2 separate regions of the Gasterosteus aculeatus genome follow, and region 1 is linked to region 2. Evidence: chromatin contacts called from public Hi-C data. All regions are on one chromosome and are shown on one strand. The core of a region is the stretch at or near the end of the contact, and the rest is flanking DNA. Distances in the headings are between cores, read along the strand shown.

Region 1 (6,207 bases), core at 1,855-4,354, 39 kb after region 2:
GACTCAGACACCAGGACATCAACAGAGAGGGAGGAGGCGAGGAAAGGGCTTCCTAAAGGAGGAGATAAAGGAAGGAAGGGAGGGAGGGAGAGGGACAGGGCGATGCACACTGCAGCATCATCCCCCGATTCTCCACCCGCATGAAGTCCCACTGCTTGTTTCAATTCGTGTCTCTGCAGAGTTCTGAGAAGGACGAGTTGGAGGATTACGACCAAGCGAGTTCACCAGCGATGTGACCAGAGAAAGAGTCCAGAGCGCCGACGTAGCGTCACTATGATGCCTCAGACACAAGCCCACCCCATGGAATGGAAGGCCCCCGAAAGGCTCCCGAAAGACGCCTGAAAGGCCCCGAAACGGTCTCGAAAGGCTCTCGAAAGGCTCCCGAAACGCTCTCGGAAGACCCCCCGAAAGGCTTTCGAAAGACCCCTGAAAGGCCCCGAAACGCTCTCAAAAGGCTCCCGAAAGGCCCCCGAAAGGCTCCCGAAAGACACCCGAAAGGCTCCTGAAAGGCTCCTGAAAGACTCCTGAAAGGCCTTTCAGATTCTGTTTCCTGTGGTTACGGATTTATTCACTGCTTAAGCCGGACGCAACACACGACATTCCTCGTTTCCTGGTCAGTACTCGGTAGCAGGATCAGCCAACGTGTGTCTCCGAGCTGCTTCATCTGGCCCCATGCGGCCTGCTGGGGGCCCCTCGTCGCTTGTACCTCCCCAACCACCTCTGGCTCCTAGGAACCTTCGAGCATGCTGGATTATGTATTATGAAGCCCAAGAGGTCATATTGAAAGGGGAAATGTTTCGCACCCATCATGAACAATAAACCTGCATGAGGAGGAGGAGGTCAGGAGGTCGATGGCGACTGACTGATGACCTGCATAACTAGCGAGTGACTAACAACCAAAGACGAGGAAAGTCAACGGCACATAACCTCTCTGTTTGTTTGACAGCAGGAATGACGGACAGCTGAGGTTTCACTTCCTGTGTCGTCTCCTTGGTGTCGTTAAGCAGCAGACTTCACCAGAGACTCCCTCTCACTCACAGTCATTTGAGTGTGTGTGGGTGAGGGTGAGGGTGAGAGAAGGCCCTCGGGGGAGACAGCAGGTCCTTCATTAGCCAGCTAATTATTGTGGAGATGTGTGACAGCGGGAAGGAGAGAGAAGAGAGATAAACACGACGTTCAGTACATCGAGAGCCTTTTGAAAACACTCCACTGTCGGTCTAATTAGTCACAATATCCAGAAACATCTGGAGTAAGCTGGCACACCACGGACAAGGACTGCAGGGGAAGATTTCAAGATAGACGAATGAATGAATGAATACCCGTTTTGAGGATCCGTTTTTGCGTATTTGTGATGTAAAGATACATGGTGGTGTGGTTCTGGTGACCCGGTGGGACAATGATGGTCTTATAAAGGGCAGAATGTGACTGGGATGGTGTATCTTTCTAGGCCAGCCTTAATTACACACAAATAAGGTCAAATACACGTTTTTATGTCCACATTGCAGTTTTTAGACACACAAATGCTTCTGACTAACCAAACCTTTTTGCATCACAGGACACGTTGTTTAAATGTCTCCAGCTTGTGTTCAACAAAGAACTAATTTCAACCAAAATCTTTTTTTTAAAGACGGTTGACTTGGACCCAAAATGCTGACTCATCAACAGACCGCATGACTCATTACCAGCTCCCCCGCCCCCCCGCCGCTAATCCCCCGGGTCCCACAGCCGAGAAAATAAGGTCGACAATCTCCCATTCGCCGCCGTCCGCCTCCTTCTGAAAGGGGTTAAAAAAAAGTTAATAACCCCGAACCATCAGCACAGCGGAGAGAAAATGAGCCGGAGACGGACGTCTTCCAGCGCTGCAGCAGCAGGCCGAGAGACGTTATCATGGAAAACGAGACCATGGGTGTGTGTGTGTGTGTGTGTGTGTGTGTGTGTGTGTGTGTGTGTGTGTGTGTGTCCGAGTAAAAGAGATAGTGTGTTCTTAAAGGTGAAAAACAGAAAACCTGACTGAAATGCATCCCTGGACTACACACACACACACACACACACACACACACACACACACGCAGTCAGTCGGTGACTTTCAGGAATGTAACAAGGTGAAGCAGCAGTTAGCAAAGTTATTTCCCTGCACAGTTTTGCGTGTCTGTTCGAGAAATTCAAAACGTATAAAAGAAATAAATGGAAAAATATTCTACTGAGAACATATTTGATAAGCACATTACTTACTTTGTGCATATTTAATGTTATTTACAGGAAACCTGTGATGCAAACAAAGTGGAGGTTTGCTCACACGATACTTCCACACCCCCCCCACCCCTCCCGAAAACAGTGTTTCCAAACATTCAGACAGGAGTTACATCCAAGCTGTGTGTCCATCATGTGTGGTTTGTGTTTTCTGTAACTCACCTGTTTGGTCGTTTCAGGCCCCTCCTCCCTCACTGTCCGTAATGACAAGCTCCTCCCTCACTGTCCGTAATGACAAGCTCCTCCCTCACTGTCTGTGATGACAAGCTCCTCCCTCACTGTCCGTAATGACAAGCTCCTCCCTCACTGTCCGTGATGACAAGCTCCTCCCTCACTGTCCGTAATGACAAGCTCCTCCCTCACTGTCCGTGATGACAAGCTCCTCCCTCACTGTCCGTAATGACAAGCTCCTCCCTCACTGTCCGTGATGACAAGCTCCTCCCTCACTGTCCGTAATGACAAGCTCCTCCCTCACTGTCCGTGATGACAAGCTCCTCCCTCACTGTCCGTAATGACAAGCTCCTCCCTCACTGTCCGTGATGACAAGCTCCTCCCTCACTGTCCGTAATGACAAGCTCCTCCCTCACTGTCCGTGATGACAAGCTCCTCCCTCAATGTTCGTGATGACAAGCTCCTCCCTCACTGTCCGTGATGACAAGCTCCTCCCTCACTGTCCGTAATGACAAGCTCCTCCCTCACTGTCCGTAATGACAAGCTCCTCCCTCACTGTCTGTGATGACAAGCTCCTCCCTCACTGTCCGTGATGACAAGCTCCTCCCCCCATGTCTCGGTGCTTGTCCTGCTCCTGTCAGACCAGTAGGCCGCTGTAGCGCGTGGACCATCCAAACCTTTGATCCCTCTTGGGGGTCACAGAGTCCCTGAAGGTGGGAGCTGAGATCTCAGAGTTTAACGGTGCCGAAGGATCTGAGCGAGACGGGAACCGAAACCTTCAGTACTCTGGAATGAATTTAACCGCATTGAGACATTAAAGCAGGTCCTCCATTGGACGATGTAAGTCTGTGTTTGTCCCTCATCCTCCAGGTGTTACCCTCAATCTCTGGGAAGCCTGTTTAGGGCAGATAATTAAAAACTCATTCAAATGAGCCAAAGATGGAAATTCGTCACACACACACACACACACACACACTCACACATAATGGACAAACAGGGGCCCAGAACGCAGCAGACCGCTGTAATCTGTGACCTTTGAAAGTGTTGGAGTGAATCCATTAGACAGAAGGGACGAGGAGGAGAGAGACGAGGAGCACCAGGAGTAAACGTGACGGGTGGAGGAAGATGGAAATAAACGGACAGGAAGCAACAAACATCGCACATGGAAACCACATCTCGCTGTTATTCAACGAACTCGTTTTTACTGCTGGTTAGAAACTTTGTCACGATGGCGAAGGCCTCCAGTCGGACGGAAGCTCCAAATGCCGTCTGTTTCTTTCTGATCTTCCGCAGAACAAAGCAGGTGAAAGAATCAGTCCCGGGAAGTTGGGTTCACCTTCTCAGCGACACTGTCGGCGTGTAAATCTTTTAAACTTCCGTCCCGCGGAGCATTCGGGAAAGCGGCTCGGGTGAAAACAAACTGTCTGCATCCATCTACTGTGTTTACACGCCGCGCAGTCCTTTCCACACACTCACAGAACGAGTTCTTCTCAATCTCTTATTCAGCGCTGACACCTCAGCTTTTAATAACTCAGCTCCTTTGCCGTCGTCTGTCTTTGCTGTAAAGGAGCGGAGAGGCCTGCGACTGTGATTTACGGGACCCGAGTATAAAACACGGGGCTGATAACAAATGCATGGAAATAGAACTCTGCAGGTGTTGGCGCCGGTGGGTTTGTGCGCCTCGAAAGATCCCAAGATCATTCCTCTTCTTCTTCGACGACGCCACCAATCTCTTTCTCTCCCTCCATCTCTCCGGATGCCGTCTTTTTGTTTCGACCCAAATCCTTCACAGTTTTCTCTTCCTGTCGATGTTTTCCCTCCAAAAGCTGCTCGCATTCTTCACCGTATGATTAAGACGAAGCAGTTGTCAAAACGTCGAGCCAGACTTTGTTGAGAAAAACACCAAGATGATACATTTGCCAGAAGGGGAACCTATAAAACATGTAACATGCTGTGAATTTAATCCATCTATGGAGCTGGGAGGTTGAGGGCAGAGATGGAGGCATCAACATGAACATCCTCTTGATGTGTGTGTGGTGGAGATGCTCTTCACTGACTTCATACTGTATGAAATGAAGGTGAGGAGGCGGGTTGGTGAATTCCTTTTTGTTTGAACTTGAACTTCTTGTGATGATGAACAGGGGACGTCTGCGTCTAACTGAGGAACGCACAATGCAAAGCTCACACCACAGACTGAAACAAATAACAGAGCCACAGTCCCATTCCTTGGCTTTTTGTACTGGTTCACTCCCAGTTCAAAAACAGCAGGTCGTGTGACTGGATGAAATCAGGAAACACTTTTAATTTGTCTTTTTTCTACCAGTCGGTGATCTCAGAGACCAGATCATTGGGCTGTGAGGTGTGGACACCATGAGGACACCATGAAGACACCATGAGGACACCATGAGGACACCATGAGGACACCATGTGGACACCATGAGGACACCATGAGGACATCATGAAGACACCATGAAGACACCATGAGGACACCATGAAGACACCATGAAGACACCATGAGGACACCATGAAGACACCATGAGGACACCATGAAGACACCATGTGGACACCATGAGGACACCATGAAGACACCATGAGGACACCATGAAGACACCATGAAGACACCATGAGGACACCATGAAGACACCATGAGGACACCATGAGGACACCATGAAGACACCATGAGGACACGACATCGAACGAAGCTGCTGAGTTGAAAACACAACATTTATTCATTTAGTTGTATCTCAATTAAAGTTTTTAGTTAACAAAATAAAAAGTAATTTACTTTGAAATTCACAGGAAATCGTGGGAAATGAACTGTGTGAGCAAAGCATGTCTCTAAGCACCTTTCTACCATCCAACACGGTGGGATCACACGCGTCGCTCGGAAGCATCTCGGGTGGGAAACAGCTTCTCTCTGATCGGACTCATCTGACCACTAAAGTCTCAGAAGACAAGTCGGTGTGAGACACAGTCGCCTTTTCCCTTTTTCACAGAAACACCTGAGAAAAGACAAAGTATCCATCTGGTTGGAGAAATGACAGAACCGATAGCAGAGAAGGTCTGACAAGGTGGACTCGCTGAGCTCAAGACCACCACAGCCTTGTGCGCTCGCTGACCTCCGGAGGGGAACCCGGGACTTGTGCTGTGCTGTGACACACATGACAGGAACGTGACGGGTCCACGTCCTCTCCGCTCCGCCACAAGCAGTAAACCTCTCCGTCAACACCTCAGCGCCTGAGCTGCGGATGAAGCTGCAGCAGTTCCTGCTGATAACTGTTTGTTTGTCCTCTTATCTAGATCAGATAGTACGTAACAGCGCGCTCCGTGTCGCCTTAAAAGGATTTTCGGGTGCCAAACATTTTCCTTTCAGGGTATAATCACGCAAATCTTGAAACATACAATTATATCCTGGTAGAAACCTGCTGCTTCCTTCTTCTGCACATTTATCTCCAACAAATGAAGAAATGATCTGAATGCAAAGTAATGTCATCACCCGTCACGACCAGGTACCTTCAGAAGACAACGTGCACACACACCACCACACACAATAAATGAGCCAATAATAAGGAGCTGGACCCTGATTACAGCAGACCTGAGACCTCCGGACCACGTGTGTCCACAAAGCCTGCAGGTATGTCTGCGTGTAGACCTGCACGCGTCTTCTGTCTCTGCTCAGGCTCCCTGGAAAGGTCGGGTAGGGATTCCACCGGTGTTTGTCTGAGGAGCTCAGGGTGCAAAGCAAACAATCAGGGTCTGTGCAGCCGTGGATATTTGTCACTTTAC
Region 2 (6,859 bases), core at 12-2,511:
AAAAAAAATAATGTCACTTTGTAAAGTCTTAAGAAAGCCGAGATCATTGTTACTCATTTGATCATTATGGCTAAACTCAATTAGGAGCAAATATAGTAAACAATTTAAATGAAATAATGAACATTTGATCTAATGATATAATGAATATTTCATTCAGTGTCTGAAAAGATGTCAAACATAAAGGTTAAAGGCAGAACTGTGTTCTGGTGTCAGGTTGCTTACCCAGTGTCCCGGTTCTTGAGTTGGGTCTGGACTCCTGTCAGGAAGTGGCCTGCAGGGAGTCTCCAGGTGAAGTCTTTGCTCCAGTAGTTCACCAGTGGAGATTTACGACATTCAGAAGTCACAAAGTTTGGAACGGAGCAGCAGAGGAACTTCCAACTGAAACAAGATCAGATCAAGGAAACCATTTTACTTTTTTAAGTTCAGTCTTAACATCAAATCAAGTAGTTAAACCAAAATGTCATTGAAAGTCATGAAGGAGCTCACAGATGGATTTCAGACAAAAAAAGCAGTTTAAAAAGTATGCTCCTGTGTTTGTACCATCTCGGTAGCAATGAAATATCACCATGCTGACAAATGAGTTCCATTTAAAGCCCCCCACATACGATAATGTTAATAGATTCCAACAACATGCATTATTCCAACAAAGGACCAACCTTCTGGCTCCTTGTGCCATGTCGAAATCGCTGAAGACGCCAGCAACTACACGATTAACCGGACAATGGTAGCGGAGTTCTGTGTCATACGAGTCCTGGGAGGTGGACCAGGAGCAGTCTGAGGTGGAACCCAAAGCCTTGCACTCAAACTTCCATTGGCGATCTTGGTCAGTGGCGCTGTAGGAGCTTTGATATGAATCACAAAGGTTTAACGGTTAGTTCAGAAGAAGCAGAGTAAAAAGGTATCATAGCAAACCAAACATGGTGCATTGATCTTTACGTTGAACTTTACCTATTGATCTGGGACACGGCGTGTTTGTCTGGACATGCATGACGCAGAATGCCTCTCAATCTGTTGCCATAATCCTGCGCTGCGAGTCCAGCTGCAAACAAACATGTCGTCCAACAATCAATCATCAACATCATCGACAGAATATGAGCACAAGGTGCATCTACCAATAAGAGCTGAATGTTCTCACCGGTCAGAAGGACTGCAACCACGATGAAGGTCCACATAGCGTCTGAGGAGTCGGTGTCTTTCCTGTGATGAGAATGACTTCACTGACTGGAGGTGCTGCCATTTATACTCTGGTGACCAGGAAACAGTTTGTTTGTCACCTCATAGCAGAGGCGTGTGAGTCACTTGTAAACCAAGGAGAAAAAACATTCCACTGCCAAATGTATTAATTATCTTAACCAGAAATATTTTCAACTTCTTCCTCATAGCTGTCAGATCAGGTACCAAAACCAATGAATCATAGTATCAAGTAAAATGCAATCCGAGCACCACTTCAGTCCAGTGGTCGTGTTGTTTAACTGCGCTGCTGTGAACATCTTCAGCAGAAAGAGGCCTTCAGTTCTCATGCAGTGGTCTGATCCTACTGACTAGTACTGATATTATACACATCTTATATGCCCACGTCCACTAAATCATTCCAATCGGACAGATGTTAAAGAAATACAACCAACATTTAGATTTACATTGTTTTTGTTGGTTTCTTGGTTAGTCTGTACTAACTATCGTTAACTACCGGCTGGTCAGTAATCACGTTGATGAACAATGCTTTTCTTCTGTAGTTTCACCTGCTGCTGAACCTTCAACCTTTAAATGATTACGTGTGCTGGTGTAGAATAGTTACACAAACACAACAACGTCATCATTCGAATCAAGTCTGTCTGCTCTGAACTGGCTGAAAGTGGACAGAAGTAAACTGTGTTTACCTGAGCACACCTGCACTCACCTGCATTCCTTTCCAAGCAGCAGGATTACGTAAGCGGTATTTTGTCTCTCGGCCCTTTGAGGCAATAACTATTGCTATTACTACTAATAACCATACGTATACCGTAAAAACATATAAATACATGCATATGTATACACATGCATTTCTATATGTATACATCAGGTGTTTGCTTATGGAGATGATACAAAGGATGAACTGATAACCGGTGAAGAACGTCCTTGTATTCACTTTAATCGCTGCTCTACTTGAGTATCTGTCCACACCAAAGGGGTCAATAAAGACCAACGTGGTCTCCTCTCTCTCGTTCCCCCCACCAGCCTGTAACCTGCCCCCCCCTCCCCCCCCCCCCTCTTTTCCTTGGCTAGTTCCCATGCATTCCTAGTGGCCTCAGAAACCCAATACAGCCTTTTGGTGAGTCCACAGATCCTCCGTGTGGCCTTTCCGCCGTGCCAGCTGCCTCCCCCCCTTCAGCCCGATGGAATGTTAAGCCCCACTTGTGGAGAGCTTTGTCTCCGCCATGCAGCCAAACAAAAGGCAAAGTGGCTTTTCATTGTATTAGGGAAGTCCAACACCCCCAAATCCCCCCAGCTCTCTCCCCTCGACTCTCACAAAGAAATGCGCATGGTGGCAAAGTGCGTGAGCCGCCACACACACCAACGGGCCTGCATCATGCACGCACACACACGCACACACGGACACACACCAGGCATAAAGTGTGAATGGAGTCAATGCCGAACCCATTGTATCTGTTCACCGGCGCACACACACCTCCGACGCCGGAAGTTTATTCAGGTGATTTGTGTGATGTGGTTTGTAATGAAATGAATTAATGTGCTCGGATTGTTTTTTAATGATGCTGTGATTCATCAGTTCTGGTAGATGACCTGACATGAGGAATAAGCTAACTTTCAACCTGGACTGGATCCCATTTTCAGATTTCTGCAGTGGAGATGTGTTCCGTTAGCACGTGCTTAATAGATAATGCCTTATATGCACATTGCATTTAACAGAACTGCCTCAGAGGGAGTCCTCTTAACAACAGGGAAGGTTTTTCTCTTACGTTAAATGTATTCAACTAAGGTTTCTCCACTTTTTTGTTATTTGTGTAAAATGCTCCTTTACAACATGTTTTTCCAGACATGAACGGAGAGGCAGAGTGACGGGTTGATAGCAGAGAGGAAATGTTACGAAACTTTCCACTGCACAAACTGAGGTGCACAGAGCGGAGTTCATCCATGGCACTCCTGTAAATACCTGTGATTCATATGCTGATCTGTTGGCAGCAACACCGGCTCGGCCACATCACTAATTATCACAAGTACTTCAAATGTACGGCTCTATTTTTATAACGAGGGAGCTGGCTGATGAAATGCATGCACATGGCAATGAAACAAAAAACTATTCTGATTTCCATCTTCTTATTTCAGATGATCCCCTGATCTCGAATGTGAGTTACAAACCATCATGGAAATGGTTCAAGTTTAAGTAAAGTCTCAGCCCCGTCCACATTGACATCCTGGCACCTGTTGCCATTGACGTGCTGTTCCCCAGCTGGTGGAAACGTCTCCATTTGACGGGGAGACGAATGCGTTCCTCACCGGCCCTTCAGGATCAACGAGTAAACAGCGAACACAGATGTTCAGAGAAGTTCAGAAGGAACCCAACGGTGGATGAGATGAAGACGGGGGGGAGATCAACGGGGAAAGAGACGCTTGTATGAAGAAGACGGAGGGCGTCTGTCATTTGATAAAGTGCAATAAATAATGTGTGAAAATGTTCCTGATCTGTCAGCGTGTGAGTGAATGTGGTTCAGGGCCACTGATCTTCTTGAAGAAACCTTTTTGGGGTGTTGTCTAGTAGCAATGGTGTAAACGTTTTGTTTTAAGTCAAAAACGCCTCAACGCAAAATAAAATGAATTGAATTGAATTATCGGTTCATCCACAGTGACAATAAATTATTTAGAAATACAATAAATGTATTGATGGACTCATTTTAGTTTCATGATACAATACGAGTGATAACTGACTAAAAACACTCATCAGCATGAGAGACAGAAAGATGCTAAATGGATCACTGACCTTTCACTAGCAATAGAATACAGATAATACTATGAGACCAAAACAATGACACAATGACCACAAAGAGACACAAACTAATTGAAAATCCATCAATCCATCAAATGGCCACTCGAAGCTACAAAAGGACTTGAGGGCGAAACGATGACGTGCCGCAGAGGAGGCGCCTTTTGCACGTCTGTGGGTTTTATTTTCATTGTATTGGATGTTTTCTGTTTGGTCATTCATTATATTCTCTGGAAAGACATTGAAAGTACGACACAGGATTTCATACAACGCCCTTCAAACCAATCTGGGAACGACTGAATGGAGACGGCTCGCCCTGCGGTGACGACGGCGATCCGGACCCAGAGAACCATCAAGGTAGATTGGAACTAAATGAACGATAATAGAAGACACTCTGAATGCAAATGAAGTGTCGCACCGCTTCATTCCGCGTTGAAACGCTGCTGAATCACAACGTGCAGGATGATTTTTCTTTCTTATTAGTCGAACGACCTCATGTTGCTTGTGCAACTTTCTTCATTCTCATGCCTCTTCAGCCAATCAGAGGGTACGAGCCGAGAGGCCCAACGGTTCCTCTTCCTTCATGGACAGAAGGTCAAACCCTTGAGACGTAAAGGTTTCACTTTGTTGCGATTTGGAGTGACAGTCGAGAGGTGATCGGCACTTGATCCACTCAGAGCGAACAACATTTTACGGTTTCAGTGGAGAGAGAAGAGGACGAGTCACGTGTCAGGGAGGGGAGAACGTGATGGGGAGGAGAGACGAGTAACAAGACGCAGGAGAAGGGAGAGGAAATGAGAAGTGTGGGGGTGAGGGGGGGGGAGAGCAAAACAAATGAGACGAGGACAGCAAGTCCACAGACCGTGTTCCCCTGAATGGAACCACAATGACTCGTGAATTCTACGACGTGCGGACATCAGATTTCTTTTCTTGAAGCCTGATAATATGTCACAATGTGGCGATGCGGCTCTCCAATCAGCTGTGCAGCAGAGAGGCAACGAAGACAGGAAGAGAGGAAATGAGAGATGAGGGGACGGATACCAGACGCACGGACACGAAGGCGGAGGAGACAATGGAAGAGCAGATAATCTCACCGTGAGGAGGAGCTCCGTCTCTCCATCCCATAAGCAGCGCCGTCGTCTTTCCCTCAACTTGAACAAGTTTCATTTGGTTGGGGGAACTTTGTGGTGATGACAATCCACAGAGTGTGAGGACACGTTGCCCAGCTGGACGAAGATGATTTCTGTGTAGAACCGGTATCCAGTGAATCGCGGCTGGAGTTGTGTTAAACTTTGTGTAACCATCGATCCTTCGAGGGCGTCTGTGGACGTCTAGAAACCGACAGACAGACAATCGCACTAATGCACGCTGAGAAGACACACAAGCTTCCCGAAGACACATACACAGGTGGCACGGCAAGCAGACATGAACAACACACACACACACACAGATCCCGACCCTCAAGCAAGGATCATGTTGGCATCCTCTGAACACACCCGCTGTTGTGCGATGTGTTTGTAATATCAACAGCTCAGAGAATGTTGAGGGAACGTTGGGGGCTAATCTAAATTAGATTGGAGGGGGGGGGACTCGACATTCCCCAGCAGCGCCTCCACCGATGAACGTTCGCTGGGAGAGGAAGTGTTGTGTGGGAGCTCGGCTCTCCCGGGTAACCGGTCGATGGGAATCATCAGATATGAGCTGAAAAATAAGCTTAGAGAAAAGGGAGACTCAACCTGGGAGAAAGACTCAGTCCCATCACGTCTCCCCCTTCAGGTTTCACGTCCATCTAGAGGGGAACTGAACCACACTTCAGCCGTCCAGTGGCACCTTTGTCTTCATCTCCGGACTCCTTGTCACCACAGGACAGTCCACCTGACTCCAATAAATGTCTCGCACACAGACAGGTCTTTTCTTTCTAAACTCTTCACTTTAAAACCCCTTTTGAAAAAGTGAACGTTCCAAATAAACTTCTCAACTCTGAGAGAAAGATCCTGCAGAGTCCCCCAATGACACTTTGATGTTCTCTGTGATCGCAGGGCGACGGATGGAGCTCATAAAACTTTAATAAGATTTACCCACATGACTGGAGGCCATGTTGGGGTCTGATCTCCGTAAAAAATGTAAAAAGGTCATCTGAGACCAGCTCACCACTTGAGGCAAGCAAAGAAGATCTCAAGGTCGACAGTTCACGGCGCTCAACCCGCGAGTATTTATCCTGACTGCGTTCTCATAAATCCGCTCAACTGTGGCTTTGTGGCTTTGCTTTTCTCTGCACCTTAAAGTGACACCCGGTCAAAGTAGCGTCATTGTTCAGACGGAGCCCTGAAGCCCCCCTGCTGCTGAGCAGGCTCGCTTTATACGCATCAGACGTTTTCCCACCCTGACGCCACCGACTGACATCCGTGCGGGTTTGGCGTTCCGGTGAAGGGCTCCAGCGTGGGTACGAGTGCTAATGGGGGCGGCCTGAACTAACGCGCTGCTCAGATAACCTTTATTTCAGACAGACTTGGATCTGTCCGTCTCTACCAGCATGTGGCCGAAGGACCTCTGTGATGGATCGACGCGTCCTGAAGAAGTTCTCCTAACTGCCAGGTCAAAGAAAGGACGGTAAAACTGTCCAATCAGCGCGTTTTTCCGTCACTCTTTTAAAAGATCTGTGTGAAACAGGAACTGACAGCAACCTTTAGATACGCCACTGTTCCTCCCACATGAACCTGATAAACATCTTAAACACTCGAGGCCAGAGAAAGTCAGTCGGAGTCTCCTCGAGCCTTGATGAGCTGAGCTTTAGATCCGAGCAAAAGAGAAAACGTACTCCTGTGAATCAAAGAACACACATCTGAGTCCTGCCTGCTTTTCTCTGTAGACGTTCCTTTA

What was found. Hi-C and Micro-C count contacts between places; a contact is called where the count stands out from the background.
Region 1: a contact with region 2 is called in a Hi-C map of skeletal muscle, with 4 times the contacts expected there. The contact joins the enhancer-like site here to the promoter of LOC120835840 in region 2. A contact is called at or near these places in 4 of 6 Hi-C or Micro-C datasets (skeletal muscle, tail fin and whole body).

The regions. Positions count from the first base shown.
Region 1 is chr17:904,262-910,468 of fGasAcu3.hap1.1, forward strand. No RefSeq gene overlaps it. Among protein-coding and RNA genes, the nearest start is that of nicn1, 5.6 kb to the right of the region's middle. Within about 2 kb of position 3,105, at least 1 of the 9 cell types and tissues checked has open chromatin away from gene starts, as enhancers often do.
Region 2 is chr17:867,315-874,173 of fGasAcu3.hap1.1, forward strand. LOC120835840 (meprin A subunit beta) reads right to left here and starts at 1,262. Exons shown (of 10, transcript XM_040205107.2): 1 at 1,136-1,262; 2 at 949-1,039; 3 at 657-842; 4 at 223-378. The coding sequence starts at 1,172.